2 separate regions of the Sus scrofa genome follow, and region 2 is linked to region 1. A link is a contact called in public HiChIP or PLAC-seq data. All regions are on one chromosome and are shown on one strand. The core of a region is the stretch at or near the end of the contact, and the rest is flanking DNA. Distances in the headings are between cores, read along the strand shown.

What was found. HiChIP or PLAC-seq counts read pairs in DNA pulled down with a chosen protein or histone mark.
Region 2: a contact with region 1 is called in an H3K27ac HiChIP or PLAC-seq map of alveolar macrophages. The contact joins two enhancer-like sites. A contact is called at or near these places in 1 of 47 Hi-C or Micro-C datasets (heart right ventricle) and 2 of 2 datasets of contacts at active chromatin or transcription factors (alveolar macrophages and skeletal muscle).

Annotation. Positions count from the first base shown.
Region 1 is chr1:143,509,153-143,512,019 of Sscrofa11.1, reverse strand. The region is part of intron 1 of KLF13 (Kruppel like factor 13); the gene reads left to right. The region is part of intron 2 of LOC102164789 (a long non-coding RNA gene); the gene reads right to left. Among named protein-coding and RNA genes, the nearest start is that of KLF13, 30 kb to the left of the region's middle. Within about 2 kb of position 1,454, at least 26 of the 83 cell types and tissues checked have an H3K27ac peak or open chromatin away from gene starts, as enhancers often do. A contact at or near this core is called in alveolar macrophages, where this site is marked.
Region 2 is chr1:143,632,950-143,635,816 of Sscrofa11.1, reverse strand. No RefSeq gene overlaps it. Among named protein-coding and RNA genes, the nearest start is that of TRPM1, 84 kb to the left of the region's middle. Within about 2 kb of position 1,481, at least 72 of the 83 cell types and tissues checked have an H3K27ac peak or open chromatin away from gene starts, as enhancers often do. A contact at or near this core is called in alveolar macrophages, where this site is marked.

The DNA.
Region 1 (2,867 bases), core at 205-2,704:
GCAAGGCCAGGGATTGAACCCGAGTCCTAATGGATGCCAGTCATGTTTGTTAACTGCTGAGCCATGGTGGGAGCTCCTCGCCCCAACTTCTAATGATCCCTCTCTTGGCATCAGTCCCCTGCAGAGCTCTTGAAGAAGGGACACTCCAGCTCTGGGGCTTCCAGAGGCCTGCATGGGGTGCGGACTACAGAGCGGCTCCTGCTTTCCTTCCTGGCCTGTGTCCTCAGGGTCAGCTCTCTTAGAGACCTCTTCCAGGCTGGGCCAAAGTGGGGCTGGGCAGGATCTGAGAAGGAAGGGATAGTTTAGGGGAAATGGTGGGCAGGCCCTGGCCAGGCCAGTGACAGAGAGGGGCTGGGGCTGGCCTTGGTCCCTGATTCTGAAGGCCCCGGAGAGCCTTCTTCCTCCCACCCCACATCAGAGTGGGCAGCTTGGATCTCTTAAGGTAGGGAGGGGATTGGGGGGTGGCAGACGGCCTTCCCCGCCATGTGTGCAGCCTGGGGTGCACAGAACAGGACCCAGGTTTGCTGTGGGGCAAGGCCTCCAGCTGATTGCTCCAGTGTCTGTTCTTTGCAAACCAAACTGGGTATAAATTGCCCCAAGTGGCCGAGGCTAGCCTGGCACTGGTAGGTCTGGTGACCTGGGCTGCTAAAGGAGGGGCCCAGGAGTTCTCCTGGGCTCCTTCCTGGGAGTCTGGAGTAGTTCCTCAGCATCTTCAACTGTTCTAGAAAAGGTAGGTCAGTGGCTTACTTTTTTTTTTTTTTTGGTATCAGCTTCCTCAAAAACCCAAGGCATTTTAGGACTAAAGTGGCTTACCCATTTTTATCCTAACTTATTTGCTTTATGAAGTCAGCTCTTTTCAGAGTCAGTTGTTTGGCTCTATTCTGTTTGGACCGTGTGACTTTTTTCCCTGAGAGAAGCAGCCTGCTTCATGGCCCTGGAGCAGACCAGGTGTGGGTGTGGGCCAGAGGAAGAGCTCGGGCCCTGTGGTTTGGAGGGTGCCACCACCGGGCACTCAGTCCCTCGGAAGAGCCACGTGGCTACTTGCTCACAATGTTGGCCCTTCCCTGGGGAGCCAGGGCACCAAGGAAGTTTCCGTGGACTATTGCTGGGCCTCCAGGCCCCCTCTGTGCAATATCCCTCTTCTGCTCTCACCTGGGACATTAGTGGCTGAGGTCAGTGTGGGCAGCTGGCCACAGCCATTCTTGGTCCACAGTGGGGAGGGACCTAGCCATGCTGATGTGTGACCTGGGTGAGGTCACTTGGACTTTCGACTTCAGTCCCCATCTCTGAGATGGTCCATCCTGACCCCTGCCTTTCTCCAGGTGAGTGAGGTCTGAGTAGTAGGTCCAGTAGTATGGCTGAGTCCCTGATGGCAAGGCCCACCCAAAAGGCCAGGGGAGGGGAGAGGAGTGAGGAAATGAGGGCTGGGGGAGGGGACACAGAAGAGGAAGTGCGGCCAGAGTAGTTGCCACAGGCTCTACAGAGAGCCTGGGGTGAGAGCAGGGTGGCTGACTGCACACCCAGGCCAATGGCATTTGAAGGGGACCATCACACTCTCCCAGGGCCCCTAGCTGACCTTGAAGTCCTCTTCTTGGGGGCAGGGGTAGTGTGGGCGGCCCCAGGTTGGCCCAGGGCTTGTCTGTGTCAGGGAGCAGTCTGGCTGCTGTGTGAATCTCTGTGGACCTCTCTGTATGGCTGCCAGTGACTGCTGCCACCCAAAACGTCACAGCCCCATGGAGCTTGCCAGAGGCTCTTTCAGGCTGCACTCGCTTCCCCAACCCATGCTCACCCTGCCCTTTCCCAGAGACCTGCACAGGAGCCCAGTCCCCACCTCCTCACCAGGCCCCGGCAGAGGACACTGATTCTCCTGCCTTAAACTTGGGGTTTGCATCCTGACAATGCGGTGAACTCACTTGGGTCGTGAGGGGAGGGAGGATAGCAGCTGGCACCTGCCCCGTCCACCCGGGCTGGGCTGATTCCAAACCATGTGGAAAGACAGACAGAGCGACTTCTGCGACAGAAGTGTGGTGTTCAGGAGCCTGGGGAGCCTCCAGCACATGATTAACAGCCCTGGGTCTGCTTCTGTTGGAGTACTTTACCCCTGTCTTTAAGTCAGGCTGGGTCTGTGAAACCATTTATCAGATTGCCCTCTAACCAAACGGTTTGTGGTATGACACGGGGGCTCCTGTTCCATAGTGGGGAGGGGCCCAGCTGTGCCAATGTGTGACCTGGGTGAGGTCACTCTGACTTTTGACCTCAGTCTCATCTCTGAGATGGTCTGTCCTGACCCTGGCCTGTATAGAAAGGGGTTTCCTGGAGTCCACCCTGGAAGCTCCTTCTAGAAAGGTAGATTGGACTTAATTGATAGTTTGGAGTTTCTCATACTCTAAGAACCACCCCCTGTCAAGTTCTGAGGGGAGCTCTTGGGCTGGTATTCAGGATGTGCTTTGAAATATGCCATCCAATGGTGGTGGCTGGAAGGGCCTGGCTGGGAATGCACGTGCTGTTCACTTAAACCTGCTTTTCAGCTTGTGTTATTTGTGGCTCCCATTTCCTAGTTTGCTACAGATTTTTGTTTTAAATTTTCTGAATGAGTACATACACTGTGTGTTTCAAAATCCAAGAGATTTAAATAGTTTTCCAAAGAAAATTCTGCATGTTCTCCTTGCCTTCCATGCCCCCCAGCCCTCTGCCCCCAGGCAACCTCTGCTCTACTTTCTTAGGTGCCCTCCGAGGGCATCCCTGAAATGTGAGCAAATGCCCACGTGCACACTCATACTTACTCTCCTGAGTGCCCATTCTGTTTGGAACCCTGCCCTCCTCACTCAATGCTGTACCTCAGAGATCTTTCCTTATGAATTCCGAAA
Region 2 (2,867 bases), core at 232-2,731, 120 kb before region 1:
CCCCCTCCTCACAAGGAGGGCTATGAAAGGGACAGGATGGGCCCCTCACCTGCAGTCCTGCCTGACTTAAAGGCCAGATGCCCAGCAGAGCAGCCCTTGACAGTTTTCCCAGAGTTCCTTCTTCTCCAGACACTGAAACATATCGCTATTTAACCAATTTCCTCTCTTGACTCTCCTTTTTCCCCATGCCTTCTCCCTGCCTTCCCCTCTCTCACTGTGGGAGGCTTCTATGTGTCCAAGTGTCCTTCTAAGTGGACTTGGAAAGGGCTCCTGAGCTCATGTCAGTCCTTCTAATAGCCTAGAGGTGGGCTGGGAGGTACCAAATGTACCAAACCCAGAGCACAGAATGGACCCCTCAGGGCTGCAGATGAGGGGCCCATCCTGTGCTCTGGGTCTAGATTAATGAGGAATCTCCCCAGACTCGACTTTGGCTGGTGTGAATACATACAGGGCAGAAACGAATGGAGATGCTGTTAATGCAGGATTCTCACGGCAAAATCTTCTCAAACCTGGAGCCTATGGGATGACTGTGGCAACCCCTGAGCCCCTCCAGGCCTCCTGCTTCCCAGATGAGAAGCTCAGCTCCAGCGCCACGTTTGTAGAAGTGGGCCTCCCAGAGGCAGTAAACTGGCCAGTGCCAGGCAGGGTCACTGAAAGATGCAAACTGTGTTAGCAGAACCAGGGAAGGAACAAGCGTTCAGGTGAGAGGATTTGGAAAGCTTCTGGGCTGAGGCGAAACGTGGGCCAGGTGACCAAAGTGTAGGGCTTACTAGGACAAATCAGGCTCCAGGAGGAGCTCCAAATTGGGGAAAGCTCAGCGTGTGTTAGGTGATGGTAGTCCTGGTCCCATGGGCGAAGTTCACAGGGAGGATAAGACAAGGCAGCCTTGCAAGGATGCAGCCAGCACTCGACACACACACACACACACACACACACACTGCCTGTTTGCTGAGGGTGGGGGACTGCTCAGGAGAAACCCCCAGGGCTGATGCCTGGAAGGCCGGGTCACCTTTACTTCTCCGTGACCAGTCCTTGCCCTAGGACAGTGACCTGTGTCTGCAGGCGGACCTGGGGCAGCCTCACGAGGCTGCTGGGGTGGAGGGGAGCTGCTGGGGTGGAGGGGAGCAGCTGGGCAACCCTCTACAGGGCTACTGGCAGGAGGACCGACCGGAGTGGATAGTCGAGAGGGCCGTTCCCTCGCGGTCTTCCCCAGGGCCCCCGCACACCTGGGCAGAAGTGCTGGGGTCTGTGGGTGTGAGAGCGATGCTCGAAAAGGCGCGCTCCAGGGCTAGGCTCCAGGGTGCGAAGGCTCGAGGCTGACGCTAGGGGGCAAGGAGAGGTGGCAGGGACAACATCCGCGAGTGGGGACCCTCGGACCGCGGGAGTCTGGAGAAGTGCGGGCGCCGCGGACCTGTCACAGTAGAGACTGTACAGCGCGGAGGGAGGCGGGCTACGCCGAGCTTCCAGCTCCGCTGGCCCAGCTCGGGGCTCCGGGGAAAGGAGCAGCGGCGGCTCCGCCTCCTCGGCATTGGGCGCGGCCTCCTCCTGCTCCCGCCCAGCAGAGACCACGAGTCCCAGGGCTCCCCTCCAAGGACATCAGCAGCCGCCACGGCCCCGTGCTGACCCACTTTCCCTCCCGCCCGCCGAGCCCCAGGCAGAGAATAAACGGGGCAGCCGAGCAGGTGCGAGCCGCTGGGAGGGGCCGAAGCCCGGACTGCCCCGCCCCGCCTCTGCCGCGGGGAGAGGAGCGGGTGCGGAAGGGGAAGCAGGAGCCGGGGGAGGGGGGAAGGGGGAGGAGGAAAGGGGAAGGAGAGAGGAGGTTAAAAGAGACGCGGCAGGTTGGAGGGGGTTGAAAAAGCAGGGCAGAAGGATTGAGAGGGACTGGAGAGGGGAGGGGCAGGAGGAGGGGTGGGGGCGGGCTGGAGACTGTAGAAGGAGCAAGGGGGGCCGGAGGGGAGGAGGAGAGGAGGACTAAGAAAGGAAGTGAAAGGGAGAGAAGGGGAAGAGGATTGAGAGGGGAGAGAAGGAGAAAGGGGGATGGAGGAGGGAGGGGGAGGGGCAGGGGAGGAGGCGGGGTGAGCGGGAGGAAGATGGAGGCAGGAGACCTCACCCTTGTCTCTCTTCTGGGTCCTAGGCCAGCCCTGGAGGAGATGTTGAAATGCGTGAAGGGTGAAGCCCTTCTAGACCTAAGGGGTCCAGGGCTCAGGCTGCCACCACTGCATCTTGTACTTGACCCCCATCCCCTGCCTTCTGTCAGCCAGCCATCTGGCAGGCCAAACTCCACACTTGACCTCCCCCCGCCACACCTTAGGAGGAAGCAAAACCTTTCAGGAAAAAGGAAACCCCCAGACAAGGGGAAGAGGCAGCACAGGCCCTGGGAATGGGCATAGGGACATTTGGGCTGAGAATCCCAGGGTCCTGAGCATCAGAGCTGAGTCTAAAAAAGGGTATGCAGTGATACTGCTGGAGGCATTGGCCTCACCCTGGCCTTATCCAGTTGTGGCATCAGTGTCCCCTGCTGGTGGTTGTGGCTGAGCAAGCCTGCTTCTTCCACCATTGGTCTGCAGAAGCCTCTTGACTCCACTCATTTTCCTGGCTTTTCCCCTCATATCCTGAAGATCATCAGGGCACCCTCAAAAATAGAATCCTTTCTTATTGAAAGTAGTTGTTGCTGAGAGTTCCCCTGTGGCTTAATGGGTTAAGGACCTGATGTTTCTGTGAGGATTCAGGTTAGACCCCTGGCCTCACTCAGTGACTAAGGATCTGGCATTGCCCACAAGCTGTGACATAGTTACAGATGCAGCCAGATCCAGTGTTGCCATGGCTGCGACCTAGGCCTGCAGTTGCAGCTGTTCCACCCCCTGATT